2 separate regions of the Mus musculus genome follow, and region 1 is linked to region 2. A link is a contact called in public HiChIP or PLAC-seq data. All regions are on one chromosome and are shown on one strand. Each heading gives the region's core, a stretch centred on a gene start, on an enhancer-like site or on the middle of the called end of the contact. The rest is flanking DNA. Distances are from core to core; before and after follow the strand shown. Region 1 has its middle 23 kb from the start of Anxa4. Region 2 holds the start of Snrnp27 (small nuclear ribonucleoprotein 27 (U4/U6.U5)).

Region 1 (4,508 bases), core at 915-3,414, 130 kb after region 2:
GTCTGGCTGGAGGAAGTGGATAGTCCAGGCCCACTTCCTGTCCACCTTCTGCTTCCAGATGCAACATGACCAATGGCCTTATACTTCTGTTGCCAAGCCTTCCTGTCATGGTAGACTATACAACCTTTAAACTGTAAGCCAAAGTAAGCGTCCTATAAATCTGGTTCATTGGTCTATAACCCAGACTTTGGAGGTAGAGGCGGGAGGATCAGGAATCCCAGATCATAGGAGTTCATAGGTCATAAGAGTTCAAGGCCAGCCTGTGTTACATGAGATCTTGTCAAAGAAAGAGGAGGAGGGGTAGAAGAGAAGGAAGAGAAAATTAACAATTCTTAAGTTGCTTCTTGAGACATTTGGTCTCAGCTTTGGAAAAAAAAAAAAGTAACCAATACAATATTCCCTTTCAGGAATGTGGGTTTGGGAACAGCGGGAAGCTGACCCCTATAGCTGTGTTCTGTGGGTGTCCTGTGGCTACAGCCTGCACAGAACAGATGGTGAAAAGGAAGGCCTGCATTTTCAGGAATTTTACAAACAGCTCCACTGTGTCAGGAGCCTCAAATCCACTCTGGTGCAGTGTTTATGCCACGAAGGAGGGCTCACGGAAAGCTCAGGGCCCTTCCCCAGGCTCAGAGAAATCAATCATCATTGCCAGCAATGAGCAACCATTGACCTGGGCATATCCTTACATGAATGGCTTCTTCCCAAGGGAGAATGAGTAACGGGAGTGAGAGACGGACCTGGGTGTGTGGCACTGAAAGTGTTCCCCACTAGAAAGCAGGGTGAAGTTCTACTTATAAATACGTGGAAATGGCAAGATGGAGCCTCTCTGCATCCCTTCCCTTTTCTTTTGAATCTGACAATAATACTTACACAGGAAATTTCAGAAAGGAATGTAGGCGGCAGCAGAGCGTGGAAGCTGAGAGCAAGCTTTCAAAGCCTGACATCTGGGGCTGGGGTCCAACCCGCCAGGCTCTCCCTGTTCCGTGGTGGGTGGAGCCAGCTAATCGAATGGTGGTGTGCACCTGGGTGGAAGCCTGTTGCAGCTCTCCCAAGGATCTTAATTCCCTCTCCCGCTCCCTCCCCCCTCCCCCTCCCCCTCTCTCCCTCCTCTTTCCCCTCCCCTTCCTTTCCCCTCCCCTCCCCCACTCTGTGTCCGAGAGGGCCCAATTGCTGAGTGGAGTATTTGGAAGCCTGTTCACATACAGTGTCTTATTTTCCCTTTGCTGTGATAAGCACCTGGCAAAACAAGGGAGAAAGGGCGTGTTTCAGCTAACAGCTCCAGTCCATCACTCAGGAAGTCACAGGGCAGGAGCCGGACAGATTGTGTGGTCTGTACACCCATGGAGGCTAAGGTGCAGAGAGTGATGACAGCCTGTATCCCAGGCTAGAGATTGGCAGCCTCACAGTGGCCAGGTCTTCCCTCAATTCACCTAAAAAGGATAATGCCCCCAAGATACACTCAGAGGCCCATCTTCCAGGTGATTTTGTTTCTCACCAAGTTGACAACTGAGATTAAACAGTACATATAGTATGTAAGGTTCTCTACCAACATACCCAGATATCAACAAACAAACAAGAGAGGCAAGACAAGGGAATAAAGAGAAAAATAAATGGAGCCTGTCACAATTCCCATCTCTCGCCTTCCCATCCTTCTGTCTTCAGTAGCACCGTTTCTGTCTCTCTTCTCTCTCCTTGCTTGGCTAATTAATTCAACCTCCTAACACTTCCCAAACCAGAAGAGCTCCTGACACCATCTCCCACACCCCTCAAATCCTGTGTCTCTTCCTGATTTTTCCAATCTGTTCTCAAGTTCTCCTTCAGGGGAATGGCTCAAACAAACAAACAAACAAACAAAAATTAAAAGCTCAGAATTATCAAGGTCTAACGTATATTCTAAAAGTGCTCTCCTTTTAAATGCTCAAGTTTCATTCCAATAAATGTGTACAAGGCGTAAAACACAGAGACCCTTTTGAGACAGGATCTTGTTTAGCACGGGCTGTGTAGCCGAGGATAAGATAACCGTGCATTTCTAGTCTTCCTACACCTACAATTTGATTAGGCTTTATTTAGCTTATGTGCTAGCACACACTAGAGGAGGTCAGAGGACAACTTGCAGTTCTCTTCTTCTACCATGTGGGGGCCAAGATTGAATTTAGGTCATCAGGCTTAGTCCTAAACATTCTTCCCCAGGGAGCCTCCTTCCGGCTCCCATCTGAGATTGCAGGCATACCACAGCATGCCAGGTTTTATCTGGTGCAGGAGATCGAATCCAGGGCCTTCTGGACAAGCGCTGTGCCAGCTGCAGCTAGCGGCAGCCCTCAACGTTGATTTCATCTGAAGTTACCTCTTACCTCTTCCAGTCAAGTTCTTGCCTCCTCTCCTGATACTTGGGAATCAGCATCTACCTCCTCCTCCTCCTCCTTCTTCTTCGTTTTTTGAGACAGGGTTTCTCTGTGTAGCCCTGGCTGTCCTGGAACTCACTTTGTAGACCAGGCAGGCATCCACTTTCTTAAACCTTTTATAAAGTACCACAAGAGTGGAATGATGTCGTAGGTGCTCTTGGGGTCCAGCAGCCTTTGAGGTGTATCTTTTTGTGTCTGGAGCTCACTCATCTGTGTTGCTGAGCGGTCCCCCATTTTATAGACAGGTTTCACTTGTTTGTCCATTCACCCACTGATAAACATTTAAGCTGCTCTCAGTTTTGGGCTATTATGACTTATGCTATGATGCTATGACTATATGTAATCAGGTCTTTATACAGACATGTTGCTGTCATTGTGTGGCACAATAGGAAAGTTTAACATGATAAAACACTACAAGCTGTTTTACCCATGAGCTGTGTCAGTAATATGTTATTAGTTTAGAAAAATTTGACCTGGGCATGGCAAAACAGACCTTGAATCCCAGAACTCAGGATCTGAAACAAATAGATCAAGAGTTTGCTGTAAGTTTGAGGCAAGCCTGGGTTACATGGCAAGACCTGGAAGCAAACATTTAAAATAAGCTCATAAATGGGAGGCAATGGCTCAGTTAGGAGAGTATTTGCCATGCAAGCATGAGAATCTGCATTCACACTAGAACCTACAGAAAAAGCTGGGTGTCAGAGCACGCACTCAGTCCCAGGCTGGGCAAGCACAGGCAGGAGGATGCCAGCAGTGTCTCTGGCCAGTCAGATTCATTGATGAGCTCTAGGTCCCAGGAAGAGACTCTGGATGAAAAATCTAAGTAACAACACCTGAGGTTGACTTCTGCCCTCCAGACACACATAAAAAAGACACAGGCTGGCACACACGCACAAACACGTTAAATAAATAAATGCCATTCTAAGCAGGGCATGGTGGGCCATACAGTTAATCCCGGCTCTTGGGAAGCTGAAGGAGGTGGACCTCTCTCTGTGAGTTTCAGGTTAGCCTGGTCTACATAGTGAGACCCTGCCTCACTCACTCAATCAATCAATCAATTAATGAAAAAAAACTAATCTAATGATTGTGCAGTGTTACCTTATTGCTGTTCCAGGTGACTGATGGGGGCCTTATTTTTGTATATTTATTTGACTTGAGTATATTTTCTTTGGCAAACTACCCTCTCACCTTCTGCAGGTTTGTAGGGATCGTGATACTGAAGGAGTGTTGCAATAGAATCTGACTATGTAGTGCAGGCTGGCCTTGAACTTCTGACCCTCCTGCCTCAGGCTCCCTAGTGCTGGGATTGGGAGTTTGTACCATCACACCTGGCATCTGGTTTTTACCATTTTAAAAAGTGGGTTTGTTTCTCTTATGATTGACTGGCAAGAGTTCTGTATATAGACTTCATACATGTATGTGGATTTGTAGTAGTAGCACTCTAAACAAGTTACAACCTATTAAAAGAAAACTCACTTGGGAGGCAAAGGCTGGTGAATTTCTGAGTTCGAGGCCAGCCTGGTCTACAGAGTGAATTCCAGGACAGCCAGGGCTACACAGAGAAACCCTGTCTTGAAAAGAAAGAAAGAAAGAAAGAAAGAAAGAAAGAAAGAAAGAAAGAAAGAAAGAAAGAAAGAAAAGAAAGAAAGAAAACGAAAGAAAACTCAATGGTTTCTGGGAGACGGCTCAGCAGAGTCCTTCCTGCTCCTGCAGAGGCCCTGAGTTCAGTACCAAGCATCTGCATTGGGTGGATCACAGCCACCCACAACTCGATCTCCAGGGGATCCCCACATTCTCCTCTGGACCCTATGGGGACCGCATTCACACCTGTGCAAACCTACACACACTTATGTGTAATCAAAATTTAAATCTTTATAACAGTACTCATCTGTTTATGACTTGATGGAATACTTTACAGTTAGTTATCTAATGGTATTAAAATGTAAAGTCAGTATAAAAACTGCCCTTGATAAAATATCAAGCAGAGAATAAAAAGTAATACGATACTAAGAGACTGTGACAATAACTTGGGGATGTATTCCAAATACCACAGCAACACCATCTGCTGGCTAAGATTACAGCTGGTGCTTAAATTATATATGTTTT
Region 2 (4,469 bases), core at 678-3,177:
ATGCACCAGGTACAGACATATATAAAGGCTAAACACCCACACACAGAAAATAAGACTAACATCTTTTAAAAGACTATGCTCTGATACACTGTAATTAAACTATTTGCCATGAGTAATGCTAGCTTTAGAATACTGTGTGATTAAACTCTGCCATTTCATAAAACCAGAGTCCCTTCTAAGTGATAAAGGCAAAGTCAAGGGCATCTCCTGGGCTCTTTGTTCTCCGCATCCTTGTAGACAAGTTTCTCAGTTTTTCTTTCTTTGTTTTGTTTAATTTTCTGTCTACACTCACCTGGAGCGTCTTCGGTGTGGAGATCTTGAGCGGCTCCTTCTGCGATCTCTCTCCCTGGACCTGGACCTTTCTCGGCGTCTTCTTTCTCGATCCCGAGATGTGGACCGGGACCGCCTACGTTCTAACAAACACAAAAATAGCAGAGCTAAAGGTTAATTTGAACACCTAGAGCTGTCATAATGAAGTATAATGCAAGCCACTACTAGTAGTCACAATGAACAGTTAAAAAAACAAAAAAGTCAGCTGAGCATGGTACTCAGGGAAGAGGCAGGCCCTTCTCAGTGAGTTCCAGGCCAGTCCACGAGCTCTAGAATAGGCACTGCTAAGTGACAGAGAAACCCTGTCTTAAAAAAACAAATGCTGGGCAGCGGTGGCACACGCCTTTAATCCCAGCACTTGGGAGGCAGAGGCAGGAGGATTTCTGAATTCAAGGCCAGCCTGATCTACAGAGTGAGCTCCAGGACAGCCAGGGCTACACAGAGAAACCCTGTCTTGAAAAACCTAAACAAACAAACAAACAAACCAAGAAGTAATTCTTGTGCATAGTGGCACACACCTGTAACACCAGGACTGGGGAAGTGGAGGCAGAAAAAGCAATCATTCAAGACCAACCCCTGTTATGGTAAGGCCCTGTTTGCCATGCATCTGTGAGGCACTAAGTTCAGTTCTCTTGATCTCTCTCTCTCTCTCTCACACACACACACCCCTACTAACATTTCAACACATAACATCACTTAAATTACTTTAAAGTCAAACAATGTGGTGTATTTTAAAATCACCCATATTTCGACCGTTTATACAATAGCCTAATATCCAATTAGATTATCTTTTCAGTCAGAATCGTATTTTTAAAACAAAGTTCTGTGTTTTCTGAAAGCATGGCTGTGTATGAGGCTATCCCCGCCCCCTTGTTTGCTCTACCATGTCTTGTACTAATTAGTAAACTGGCCAAAGTAAGGCATAATGCTACACAATAGGTATTTCCCAAAGGAAAACCAATCTATTGGACATTTACTGCACTTCGAAGGCTCAATTTGCTTGAGGCCCTGGTTGCCTAGTAAGATAATTGAGTATTAGTTGAAGGTGAGCCTTGTTCTAAACAACTAGAGACTAATTCTAATCCCTTAACATGGCTGAGGATACAGATATCCTCTGAGTTTCCCCAAAGTCCCACCTTACACGGCCTCAGTCCTATGCTCTCTGTCTTATGTACAGAAGACATTAGGATATGCGGTCTCAAATTCTAAACACTTCCAACTAAAGACCCAGGCAGGGCACCGACATTTAGAAAGCATCTGTGAGCCAAGGCAGGTTGAATGTTATGGAGGGTGACGTTAATTCTCACACCAATCCTTCACGGTAAAGTTACCTACGATGGTTACGGGGACTGGACAGAGAAAGGCAGGCTGACTTATGATGTATGCACGGTCCCCCAGGAGCTAAGCGAAGGGACTGTGGAACTCTAGTTCAGGGCAGGGCTGAGGAGAGCAGGTCCCGGCCTCGCCCCGTCCCGCACTCTCCCGGGCCTTCGAGGTTAAGGTCGTGGGTAGCACCTGACACCGTCCCTAGCCGTGAGACTTTCTGGACTCACCCCTACGCGGGGAGCGGCTACGACTTCGACCCATCGGAGTCCTCCTCCTCCTCCTCCGACCGCCCCGGAAACAACCCCACAACTTCCGGAGCAGCTGGAAGTTGATTTTTGCAGGCCGGCTGGAAACTAGCAGAGCGCGTGGCGAGGGTTCCGGCGGCTCCAGCAAACAGATGACTTAAGTCTTGCCCTGGAAGTCGCCCCAGGGCCTGAAGTTCCTGGAAGAACTGGGCGCTAATTCCGCTTCTTCAAGTTGAGATTTCTTTTTAAATCTTGTCGCGATTTACCCCTTTGTCCTGCTGGAGAACTCACCTGTGTATCGCTCCACCCAGCACAGTTCTCTCTTGTTTTCCCAGCGTTCCTCTACACGTATAAAATACATCACACCAATCCTTTCTTGTTGTGGTTTTTCGAGACAGGGTTTCTCTGTGTAGCTCTGGCTGTCCTGGAACTCTGTAGACCAGGCTGGCCTCGAACTCAGAGATCAGCCTACTTCTGCCTCCCAAGTGCTGGGATTGAAAGAGTGTCTTACAACGTCAGGCCACACGAATTCTAATCGGCATGAGCTGTTTTTGACTTTTGCATTTAATTCTTAAGTCAGCTTTATGTTGGCGCAAGTGACAGCACTGGGATTGCACCCTAAACTACTATGGCGGTTTGAGAGAGTTCGTTTTATTTTTGTATGTATGTGGGTGTCCCTTGTATTCCATGCAACTGGCCATTGAGAACCTGACAGTAGGCACTGAGAAAGTGAGCAGCAAACCCACTGCATTCTCCCATCTCTTCAGCCCCAACTACTGTTTTTTGTAAGTAAAAGGCTCCATCCTACTCCCGAAGGGAACCTCCCAAATGTTGCCGTAACCTTCAAAATGAAAGGCTTTATGAGCCGCGCGCTCGCGCACACACACAAGAACGCGGCTTCTTGCAGTAAAACATGTATACAGCGAGTGGGAAAGGCTGCAGCCTCTACTGATGGAACCAGTGCTCTTGCCAGCCTTTGACGGGCAACAGCTGAGGACAGGCTTCTAGAACAAAAACTTAGGAAGAGGCAGAAGAGGCTAGTTTTAGTTTGAAAACACTTGGTCCACTAGTCATCATGTTAAGGAAAAAAAAAAAAAGGTAAATAAATAGACTTTTGTACAGCCTCTTTTATACCTGATCCCAACTAAACTAGAATTTCCACCATGCGGCCTGACTTCCATATTTTTGAGATTATGTGTCAAGCCGTAGGAGAGCACTGGGAATCTCCTGTCACTTATAAGGAAGTTTTAGGGATAATCTTGGATAACCACTATGGACAGCTGAAGTCACTGTCCACAGTGCAAGAGGGGGATTTGAGGAAGCCAGAGCACTGTATTAGAGGTGTGAGAAGACAGCAAAGTGACATGGGGGCTATGGGTGATCAGAGACATATGCCCCCTTCTTCCCACCTCCCCTTGCCAGGCTTTGGATCTTAGGTAATGAAAACACTTAGCACAGCCTCTTCAAATTTTCAAAAGTGGCTGGAAAGTACGATGAAGTTAGTGTAACAGACATTTGTGAATGCCTGCTGAATGTTGGATCCTGCACAACTGCAGCACTGGGGTGAAGGAGGGATCATGTGGGCTCTGCCAAGAGGCTTGCCATCTTCATCATGGAAGCAGATGACAGGCTGTTTTCATATCATGGATAGTATCCAGTGTGTTAGAGAGGGATACAAGGCCACTGAGCCGAATTTGATCTTACAGGAGGGTTTCTGGGAATAATATTCCCGAGAGTTGAGATTACCTACTGTGCTATTGCACTGTGACATGAATACAACTTTGTTCACACACACAGAGGCACGTACAGGCATGGTGCCTAGCACTTTTACCTGCTTAGCCATTACACACACACATCAAACACACACAGATATCACACACACCACACCCCCACACACATATCACACACACACACACCATACACACACCTACCTACCTACCTACCTACCTACCTACCTACCTACCTACATACATACCTACCTACCTGTTGGCAATGCTTACTGAGAGAGTAAGGGTTTGTCTGTTTGCAACATTCATAACATGATGCTGTCCACATAGAAGACAATGAAAGGGTGCTTCCTTTATTACTTGAGGGCTCTTGTGCCAAGGAGTAACATGGGACACTATCTTGCCCCTAAGAGCCACCTTATTAATTCAGTGGAGCTCCTTCTGTGTGCATTTATTCCCCTCTGAGAACATGATTACACGTCAGCTTGTGAGAAAGCCCAACCTCTACGATCAACACAAGCCAGGCAAGAGGTCAAATGCTTTCCATCCTGCACTCTAGAGGCAGTAACAAGTGGGCTTCTGCATCCTCCAGACCAGCCTGTCTACATACCAATGTGAGGCCAGCTAGAAGATACATAGTGAGATCTTGTTTCAAACACATGCACACCAAGTTTAGAATCAAATATGTGCATGGATACCTGTTAACATGCTAACATTTTTTAAAAAGATCATACACACACACACACACACACACACACACACACACACACACACACCAGAGAGAGAGAGAGAGAGAGAGAGAGAGAGAGAGAGAGAGAGAGAGAGAGAGAGAGAGAGAGAG

What was found. HiChIP or PLAC-seq counts read pairs in DNA pulled down with a chosen protein or histone mark.
Region 1: a contact with region 2 is called in an H3K27ac HiChIP or PLAC-seq map of embryonic stem cells, with 5 read pairs. The contact joins the enhancer-like site here to the promoter of Snrnp27 in region 2. A contact is called at or near these places in 6 of 39 promoter capture datasets (the 3T3-L1 cell line, embryonic stem cells, hippocampal neurons and 2 more), 1 of 15 datasets of contacts at CTCF or cohesin (stem cell-derived epiblast-like cells), 31 of 484 Hi-C or Micro-C datasets (the Ba/F3 cell line, the C10 cell line, the C2C12 cell line and 16 more), 8 of 115 datasets of contacts at active chromatin or transcription factors (bone marrow-derived dendritic cells, bone marrow-derived macrophages, effector CD8 T cells and 2 more) and 3 of 9 other capture datasets (adipose tissue, embryonic stem cells and pancreatic islet).

Annotation. Positions count from the first base shown.
Region 1 is chr6:86,814,612-86,819,119 of GRCm38.p6, forward strand. No RefSeq gene overlaps it. Among named protein-coding and RNA genes, the nearest start is that of Anxa4, 23 kb to the left of the region's middle. Within about 2 kb of position 2,165, at least 56 of the 459 cell types and tissues checked have an H3K27ac peak or open chromatin away from gene starts, as enhancers often do. A contact at or near this core is called in the N1E-115 cell line, embryonic stem cells, erythroblasts and 1 more, where this site is marked.
Region 2 is chr6:86,682,564-86,687,032 of GRCm38.p6, forward strand. Snrnp27 (small nuclear ribonucleoprotein 27 (U4/U6.U5)) reads right to left here and starts at 1,928. Exons shown (of 6, transcript NM_025665.2): 1 at 1,884-1,928; 2 at 293-413. The coding sequence starts at 1,917.